3 separate regions of the Mus musculus genome follow, and regions 1 and 2 are each linked to region 3. Evidence: chromatin contacts called from public Hi-C and promoter capture Hi-C data. All regions are on one chromosome and are shown on one strand. The core of a region is the stretch at or near the end of the contact, and the rest is flanking DNA. Distances in the headings are between cores, read along the strand shown. Region 1 overlaps Galntl6 (UDP-N-acetyl-alpha-D-galactosamine:polypeptide N-acetylgalactosaminyltransferase-like 6). Region 2 overlaps Galntl6 (UDP-N-acetyl-alpha-D-galactosamine:polypeptide N-acetylgalactosaminyltransferase-like 6). Region 3 holds the start of BC030500 (cDNA sequence BC030500).

Region 1 (2,989 bases), core at 147-2,646, 950 kb after region 3:
AGTGGGAGCAGGGGCTGTCCTTGACTCTAATGCCTGCCTGTGGATCCTGCTTCCCTAACTGGGCCACCTTGTCTGGCCTCAGTGGGGTAAGAAGGACCTAGTCCTAAAATAGCTTGATATGCCAGGTTGATGGTACTCGGGGACATCCCCCTTCTCAGAGGAGTTGGCGAGGAGCTGTGTGAGAGGGAATTGGGAGGAGAGGGGGCTGTAAACAGGATGCAAAGTAAATAAATACAAGATGGAAAAATACCATACAGGTTTGTCTAATCTTACAGGGGCATTTACCTAACTGAGGTTCCTTCCTCTCAGATGACTTCAGCTTGTGTCAAGTTGACATAAAAATGAGACAGTTATACATGGACTAGTAACAGCAGTGAATAAAAATATAAAAGTACATATTGCACAAAAGCGTCACCAAATGTACCCATTTGCATTTAAAAAAACTGAAAGACTGGAGTAATTTTAAAACCAATAGAAAATATCTTTTCATATAAATAGGGGTTCTAAATTTTATTTTATTTCTACAGTTTGCTTCTAATTAAGGAAGAAACATGTCCAATTTTGAAAAATGAAAATGATTTCCAAATCTTAGATGGCAACATTCAAAATGAGCATGTCGGATTTCTTTTGCCTTTCTTTTCCCCGTTTAATTCAACACCAAGTCAGTCACATTTCCAGTTCAAATTAGAAGCCAGAACTGGATTTAATTCTCAATTTTCTGTTTCCTTGTACTGGGGGAAGCTGGGTAGTTCTTACTGATTTGACAGATATTTTCCTGATTTTCCTGATATTTTCACCACTATTGGCACACGAAATAATGGGCAAAACTTTGCTGTAAAGATTCCCCTTGTGGAGAAGAGCCCATATGCCAGGAAGTGCTTCTGACTTTGCACAACAGGAACCAGAAGGCCAGTGCCCATCTTGGCAAGAGCTGGCCAGGATTAACATGGTGGCCACTGGCCAACAGTTACTGCATCACTGAGCTCTGCTGTACCATCACTGCTGTGTGCTGAATTCAAAGGATAACATTTGTAGTTTATGAAGCTTTGGGATAAATAAAAATACAAAAACCCCTAAGCATCAAATCTTATCAGTATCTTCCTCCAAATGAGGAGAACAGAAACATAGACGTTGTAAATGTTCCACTTGGATTCACCGTTTGCATGTGCTCTGTGCACAGCATCCGGAAAGAACTCGGCTGTGACTAATGTTTGGCATTCTTCCTGTGTATTTTCTTTCCTTCCTAGAACACTTGAAGGATAAATTAGAAGATTACATGGCTCGGTTTTCCAAAGTGAGAATTGTACGCACCAAGAAAAGGGAAGGTCTCATCCGGACCCGACTCCTGGGAGCTTCCGTGGCTAGAGGAGAGGTGCTGACCTTCCTAGACTCCCACTGTGAGGTCAATGTGAACTGGCTGCCCCCGCTCCTCAGTGAGTACCCATGTCACCATCCCTCTCAGTGGGGAATAGTGGGCCTGGGAAGCTGGGGAAACGGGCCCTGCAAATAGAGTGCAAAGTTTCTTCTGTAAATGTTGCACTCAGCCAAGGCTTGAGTTGGAACTGTATCTTACTCACTGCTGATCACAAGTATAATGGGAAAACTGTACTAAACAGCACTTCAGATAGTACCGGCAGCAATCTAGCTTAAGGCTAAAATGGTTTCTTTTATAGTATGTCTCTTCTTTCATTGAATTTATTGGGTAAACACTAAAGTAATGAAAAAAATCCCCAAACATTTTTAGTCATCTTATAACTACAATGAGATCAAAATACACATGCACATGTGTATACATAAACACTAGCAATTATCACAAGACTGTTGAGAAGGAAAGAAAATTATTCTACCTCAGGATATAATAATTGAAGCAACTTGACCTTTTTTTAAGATTTATAAGGCCATTGTCCTTTTGTTTTTCCTTCTACTCCTAGTACTACCTATAGCCTTAAATGTATAACCTTCCATATCTCACAGACCCACTGAGCTGCTGTAAGGGTCAGGATGTGTGTTAAATGCTGACTTATGGCTAAGAGAAGAGAAGGGAGAAAGCCATGTCATTGCATGTCATCGCATGTCATTATGTCATCACATCATTGCATGTCATCTCATGTCATCATATGTCATCACATCCCGCTGAACCACTAGAAACACAAACAAGCTGGGCATCATTCCGGCTGGAAACTCAAGCTGTGGCTCAAGTCAAGCCTGGGTATTGTTTTTTCTGTTAGTTTACAACAACATCAGGAAAGGGGATAAAATCTTCAATGTAAATAAAGAAAGCATCTAATTAAAAAAAAAAGATGGAACTTGGGAAAAAAAAAAGGAAACCACCCGCCCATTACTCCTAAGAAAGAAATTGTATACCTAAAAATATTCTTTGTAGAAAATCTTAGCATTCTCTTCAATGTCTCCAAAGGAAGTTTTGCTGTAATTGTTTCCCTGGCTTCAGAAACAACGCCTGTGACAATCACCTTCACACCAACCGCCTCAGAAAGAGTGCTCTGTTACTGCCCATTGTGTGGGATTTCCTCTTCAACCAGCCACGCTCCACCAGTAAAACAAGAGAGAGGGCACAGTGAAAACACAACACCCAGCAATAAACACCCTCTACCACATCAGCCAGTCCTTCTACCTCGACTGCCCAGTCTTCTAAATCAACAGCATCCCAATGCTTCAACAGTCAGAGACTCTTCTGAGCCACTAATTAAAAACGCTTTGTCCAAGGACACAGACATTTAGAGTTTCATTAGCAACAACAAGAGTCCCTCATACTGAATTTGGCCCATATTCTGTTGAATGTTCAAGCAAGTTAGCAAAAGGCTGCAATTCTGTATGAACCAAACAGTCCCTAAATGCCAATGATAAAATCTCTAGGAGTCATAGGGATGGGGTAGGGGTGGGGGTGCGGTGGGGGTAGGGGTAGGGGTAGGGGTAAGGAAAAAGAGAGTAAGCAACACCCACAGCCCACTCTTTCTCATTAAAGTATTTC
Region 2 (2,968 bases), core at 154-2,653, 970 kb after region 3:
GACCAGGTGTCAGCAGAGCCATGCTCCAGAGCTGCTGTGATTATGAGGAATCTCTGAGCCTCCCCGCTACCTGCTCACAGCTTGATGTATCCTTGTCTTGTGCACACATAGCTTTGGTTTCCACTCAGTTTTATCCAGTGTCTCTTCCCATTTTCTCTACTCTACTCTGCATGTGCATGGGCAGAACCTAAGAGAAAAAGTAATAGGGGAAGACAAGCAGATGTGAGGCATTTTACCATCCACGTAAATGCAATCTTTGAAGCTGAAAATAGATATAATAGAGGGAAGGAACCAGAGCTCAGAGCCACCGAGGGGCTTCCTGTCACCTGCGTAAGTGTGTACCCTCTCCACCAAACAAAGTGACTGCTCATAATAGCTACTTAATAAATAGTTATGTGAGAAAATTAATTAGAAGTCAATATTTTCTGGTAATTGCTCTTTAATTTTTGGTTTGATTTTTTTCTGGTTTCTTTCTTTGCTTTTAAAACAAAAAACAAAAAAACTTTGATTTAAGATAGAATCTCCTATAACCCAGCCTGGCCTCACACTATGCATATACCCCAGGATATCCTAACTCCTTGTCTTCGTGAATTTATCTCTATACAGCTGACATTACAGCTGTGTGCACCACCATGCCTTCCCTGTTGCCCAGGTTTGATCAGCAAAACGGAAAAGAAAAGAAGCAAAAATATTTACTAAAAGATAAAACCAGGTATGGGACTTAGAAACCACACCAGACAAGATTCTTCTTGCCTCTAGAACGAGAAAGCACATCAAAGAAGTTCAAACGTTTCTTTACGCACATGTCACAACTTTAATTTTTAATTTCATCAGAGCCATTTTCCACTAGATGACTCTTCAGAGACTAGAAAGTTACAGGTGTCTCTTTAAGCCACAGATTGCTGACTGGCTGGGTACTTCTAACCTTTGGCTCTTGGGGTCAAAGATTTTAATTGTGCTAGTTCCTTCAAGCTCCTTCTTCACTCCCCATACCTATAATTTATCCTGATCTGATGAACACTTTCTTCCAGTTTTATTTGAGAATTTCCCAGGAAGCTATGGACAATAAAATCATTTGGGAAGCCACACTACAGAATTCTGCCAGGAGTTCAGGAACCAGGAAATAACCTATAAATCTGCCTGGCTGATGTAACTCTGTGAAGAAAAGATCCCCATAAATGTGACTATTTCTAGAATGTACACGTACAACATTACAAACACAAGTAAATTTCACAGGAAAATCGGAGTCTCAACAAGAGCCCCTTTAAGAAAAACACCAGAGGTGAAGGAGTCCCTCCATACTCCCACCAGAGCTAAACTCCCTTATTGAGATGACATGAGTTCGTACCCTGTAGATTGAATCTTTAGAATGACTATTTTCAGTTTAGAATTATTGTCCATATCGAACTCAGAAACGGGCTGCCTGTTGCCAGTAAAGCCGAAGGGAGGCTAAAATAGTCAAAGCAGCAGTTGGCTCAAGGTTTTGTTGGTGTTATACCGCCACCTGCTGGAAGCAGAGGTGAATCGTTTTCAAGGAAAACATTAACAAAAGGTAATACTGTTTTCAAATGAGGTTTGACACTTAGAGTTAATGAACTCTGCAACCCTAGCTGCGTGACAGGGTAAGTTCCAGGGTCCCTGAACTGAGGAAAGATGAACTGAATCCTTATTGTGAAACCACCAAACAACCTCTTTGAGGCATTGGTACAGAAGAATTGACAAAATTCCTCACAGCCTCTCTCGGAGCTCTCTTGAAGGAACTGCAGCAAGACCCTCCATGGCAAATGATACAGGGACAAAGGAAAGATATACTAGATCATGGGGCACTGTCTAGATCATGACCTGAATGTGAAAAACAGCAGCAGCAACAACAACATCTTCAGAATACATGCCTCTGGGTTTGTTCAATGTTGAAGTAATGGATATGTGCTGTGTAGTCTGAGAGGCTGATCTAGAGTCCAAACCTGGATATAAGAAAACACAAGGTCTTACTTCAGTTTCAGCTTAGTTTGTCTGGAGGCACACTGCTGGTGTGGTTCATGCTAGACTGTTGGAGAGAGAGAGAGAGAGAGAGAGAGAGAGAGAGAGAGAGAGAGACAGAGAGAGAGAGAGACAGAGAGAGAGACAGAGACACAGAGACAGAGACAGAGAGAGACAGAGAGAGAGAGAGAGAGAGAGAGAGAGAGAGAGAAGCCTACACATAAAGGAGAAAGAAAGGTTGACAAATACAATAAACAAGACTAGGTTCCAGAACTTTGCTACAGACTGTGGACTCTCCTCCAACATCTGAATGTTCAAGCCCAAATCTCCATGGAGATTGCATTTGGACGCGGAACATTCAGAGGTAACTAAATCATAGACTAGTGCTCCCATGGGAAGTGAGCACCTTAATGAAGGGATGAAGACACCAGAGTACTTAGGACTTGAGATATTTCTCCCATTGAGAGTGTAATGTGACCAGAGGAAGAGCCCTCCCAAACGTCCCGACCTGGCACACTTATCTCAGACCTCTGGCTTCCGAGATGGCAGGGAGTACATTTTCTGCGAGCAAGCTACCGAGCCACGGAATTAATAGAGCAGCTGGAAGTGAAGCCAGGCCTTCAACCTCGAGTCCTCTGAGGTACCAGGATTTTAAACAGACAGAGTGCATGCTGTACCCTCTGATACCGCTCAATTTATTACTAGCACTTGGTGATACACTTAATTAGATCCTCCTCATGTGTTGAGGGTGCTTACAGGCCTGGGAAGTTTAGTATTTTTCATTCCTTCTGCCAGACCAAGACCCAGTCTGATGGCCTCTGCCTATGGTGAAGTTGGAATCCCCACCATTCTTTCTGTATGATACAAAGTTCTGTGACTGTGCAGGCTCAAAATTCTCTCCCCCTAAACTTTCTATTTGCTGAGAAGAAATTGCCTAGCCAAGTCCCTAGGAAGCTGGATTCTGGTACTGTTGTAACTCGCACACAGA
Region 3 (2,959 bases), core at 110-2,609:
ACGCGGCGTGGGAATCCTCTTTCTCCTTCCACGCTACGTACCTGGCTTGAGCTGTAGGTTCTGGGGAAACCCTCCTCTCAGGGACCAGTCCAGACTGGGTTGCCTCTGCTCGCTGTCGCTGCCGCGCCTTCCTCGCTGCGATCCCATCAGGACCATGGAGGAATTCTTCCATTGCCCTCCCGCTCAGGGCGACTTGTACTCCGGAATTTCTGGCCTGGCGCCTTTCGGGTGAGCTCAGAGACGAACCAGTCTCCCTGCCGGTTCGAGATTACCCGAGAAGAGAGGATCCGATTGTCCCGGAGCTGCAAATCGATTTCTCTGTCCCCGCCTTCATCCTCCTCTCCTTCCCCCTAGCCTCTGGGTTTGTTTATGTAGCATCTGGCAGCCGCGAGGCAGTGGCCACTACCTTCCGGCCGTGACTCGCCCTCCCCTCCCGGCTTCTAGGCTCCCGCACGTGGTAGACACCAGTATCATCGCCAGCAGGCAGGAGACAGCCAGCGGGAGGCGGACCCCTGGGTGCCAGCTCCACGCGCGTTCTCGCCGTCCTCACTCATCCTCCGCGCGCCCTCTCCCACTTGCCTGTAAAGCCCGGTCACACTTGACATTCGCCGCCTGCCATCCGTCCCTTGCCGTGAAGTGGAGATCAGAAATACTGCCCTGGGGGTGCTGGTGATGCTTCGCTGGGTTCGTTCAGTTGCTGGAAAAGAATGGTAACATGAACAGTGGAGCGTGAGAGCGTCAGCAGAGGAAGGGGGCGAGATTGATGGGTAGAGAGCACACTTCTCTGAGGCTCTCATTCCCAGGACTGCACTTGGAGGAAGGGACGTCTTTGCGCCTGCACTTCCTGGCTGGACTCCGCTGACATCTGTAGCCTCCTTCCAGCCAGGTTCCCAGGTCGCCTAGATGCTGCCTGCAGAGGAGTGTTCTGACGGCGCATGAAGATCCAGGAGTTTGTGAACCCCTATCCAAACATAGTTCTGACCTGGTTATGGTGTCCCTGGATCTTGCCTGACAAGCTGGCTTCCAAGGGAGTTGAACTTGAGTTCAGGTGGGTTATCCCAAAGCAAGCAAATAAAAAGCTGTTCGGGGAAGATAAGGAAGGTGTTGTGCCAATGTCAAAAGCGGACACTTTTCTTCCAGACACTTGACTGGACCAAGCCACTCCCTCCCATTCAGTTCTCGCTTTTCATCTCCGACTCTACATCCCGGACCTCCCACACTAAGGGCGGGGGATGGTGGGCAAACAGCGACAGACAAACACCTCCTATTTACTGATAGATCTAGCATGCTCTCGACTTCCTCATAACTTACCATTATTCTATGAAACGATCGTATTTACTCCACTGCTTTATATTAATGGAGGTCAATAGATTTAACGATTTCCTCAGTTGACTCGTTTATTTCTAAGCCAATAGATAATGCCGTCGTCATAGTTTTCTGGGGGAAAGTAACTGTGCGTTTGTTCTGCAGATGGCCAACTCCCTCTGAACCCTGCAGATTGGTGCTGAGCACACAACAAAAGTTTTTTGCTTCCCCTCAGTTTCTGGTGCTTCCCAGGAAAGAGGAAAGGACTTTGGCATTAAACTCAAGAAGTAGTCTGGGAGACATCTCTAACTTTTCTCCATTGTTATCCTTTGCAATGAAGAGGAAACAGAAGAGGTTTCTGCAAATGACTTTGTTATTCACCGTGGCTTTAATTTTCCTGCCCAACATTGGTCTCTGGTCTTTGTACAAGGATAAACACCTGGTGAAATCTGCAGAACCCGCGGAGCATCAGGTAAGTACCAGTCAGGGCAAGGGGGCCAGGAGAATGGGTTAGATATGCACTGTTTGGGGGCATATAGAGAAAAAGTATAAGGAGTTTCTCCCAAGTCCTCATAGGACTGAATACAGGGACTTTGTGGACTTTGGGCTTTGAGCAGGTCCTGGTTTGCAGCTCATGACACGGTGAATGGTGAATGGAACATAAAATGAGAAAGAATCCAAGGTCAAGAAGAGAAGGTATATACTCTTCCAATTGGTCAGTGATTAATTTTTTGACTTGAAGGGGGCAGGGTGGAAAGGAGTCAGAAGTGCTTTGGTACAAGTTCAATTACAGGGATTGGTTTCTGCCTTCTGTCTTGTGTGCGTGTCTGTATTAAGTGCATCTGGCCAACTAAGTTATTCAGATTTTAAAGTGGTTTTCCAAAATCAATCATTTGCATATATATGTATATATATGAAAAGATTCTTATCCTGTGGAAACTTAAACTTTGTCTTTTGTTTCCTCTGTTCCTAATGTGGTCTGGTAGGTTAATTGCTAGAGACAATTATTAAGAATCTATATTCAATCCCCCACCTCCAACATTTGATAACTTTGTTGCTAAAAGCCTTCCCTCATGTGCTAAACAGGCTGTGTGATATTTTGCCTTCCTTCTACTTAGCATGTAACTATTAGTATGCTTATGTTTGCAGTAAGAGTTAATCCTGTGTCTAGGTAACTCTCATAGAGAGTAAGAATACCAACTATCCTTCACAAAATGCTGATGGAAATCAGTAGTGCTGTTTTTCTGCTGATTAGCAAATACAGCATGTATTTTTTTAAAGAAGAAAAACTTTGAACAAGGGATTACAGCCTACTTCATGAAAACACTATACTTCTCTATTCAGTGTCAAGGATTGCTTTATAATATTAATATGCTTAATTTCATGGGTCATCACCTGTGTATTCTATGTACTTTTCTCACATAGAAGGGACTAAGTAATCCACTTTTAGACAGCAGCAATGTGAATTGATAGCAATTGAATATTTTTACCTATACTTAACAGAGTTTAAGTTTGCATTTATGCAGTGAAAGTTGTGAATTATATGGAAGACATCTGATTTTTTTTTCATTACAAGAACTCATCATCAGTATCTGAACTATAAATAAACTAAATGCTCTGGATTTTTAGTGGATTGGAATTTTGAAAGACAATG

Evidence for each region. Promoter capture Hi-C pulls out the DNA fragments that hold promoters and counts their contacts. Hi-C and Micro-C count contacts between places; a contact is called where the count stands out from the background.
Region 1: a contact with region 3 is called in a promoter capture Hi-C map of hippocampal neurons, with 4 times the contacts expected there. The contact joins the enhancer-like site here to the promoter of BC030500 in region 3. A contact is called at or near these places in 4 of 39 promoter capture datasets (hippocampal neurons, liver, second pharyngeal arch cranial neural crest and 1 more), 4 of 115 datasets of contacts at active chromatin or transcription factors (SST interneurons, embryonic forebrain, forebrain and 1 more) and 2 of 9 other capture datasets (embryonic stem cells and liver).
Region 2: a contact with region 3 is called in a Hi-C map of cortical neurons, with 3 times the contacts expected there. The contact joins the enhancer-like site here to the promoter of BC030500 in region 3. A contact is called at or near these places in 3 of 39 promoter capture datasets (cranial neural crest, hippocampal neurons and liver), 4 of 484 Hi-C or Micro-C datasets (cerebellum, cerebral cortex and cortical neurons), 6 of 115 datasets of contacts at active chromatin or transcription factors (VIP interneurons, embryonic forebrain, embryonic hindbrain and 3 more) and 3 of 9 other capture datasets (adipose tissue, embryonic stem cells and liver).

What each region holds. Positions count from the first base shown.
Region 1 is chr8:57,960,823-57,963,811 of GRCm38.p6, reverse strand. Galntl6 (UDP-N-acetyl-alpha-D-galactosamine:polypeptide N-acetylgalactosaminyltransferase-like 6) reads left to right here. Exons shown (of 12, transcript NM_175032.3): 5 at 1,248-1,433. Among named protein-coding and RNA genes, the nearest start is that of Gm2921, 160 kb to the right of the region's middle. Within about 2 kb of position 1,396, at least 31 of the 459 cell types and tissues checked have an H3K27ac peak or open chromatin away from gene starts, as enhancers often do. A contact at or near this core is called in SST interneurons, forebrain and hippocampal neurons, where this site is marked.
Region 2 is chr8:57,938,191-57,941,158 of GRCm38.p6, reverse strand. All of the region lies in intron 6 of Galntl6 (UDP-N-acetyl-alpha-D-galactosamine:polypeptide N-acetylgalactosaminyltransferase-like 6), which reads left to right. Among named protein-coding and RNA genes, the nearest start is that of Gm2921, 140 kb to the right of the region's middle. Within about 2 kb of position 1,403, at least 12 of the 459 cell types and tissues checked have an H3K27ac peak or open chromatin away from gene starts, as enhancers often do. A contact at or near this core is called in cortical neurons and forebrain, where this site is marked.
Region 3 is chr8:58,910,155-58,913,113 of GRCm38.p6, reverse strand. BC030500 (cDNA sequence BC030500) reads right to left here and starts at 1,359. Exons shown (of 3, transcript NM_173411.2): 1 at 1,312-1,359; 2 at 580-697; 3 at 1-254. The coding sequence starts at 605. Galntl6 (UDP-N-acetyl-alpha-D-galactosamine:polypeptide N-acetylgalactosaminyltransferase-like 6) reads left to right here and starts at 1,487. Exons shown (of 12, transcript NM_175032.3): 1 at 1,487-1,777. The coding sequence starts at 1,640.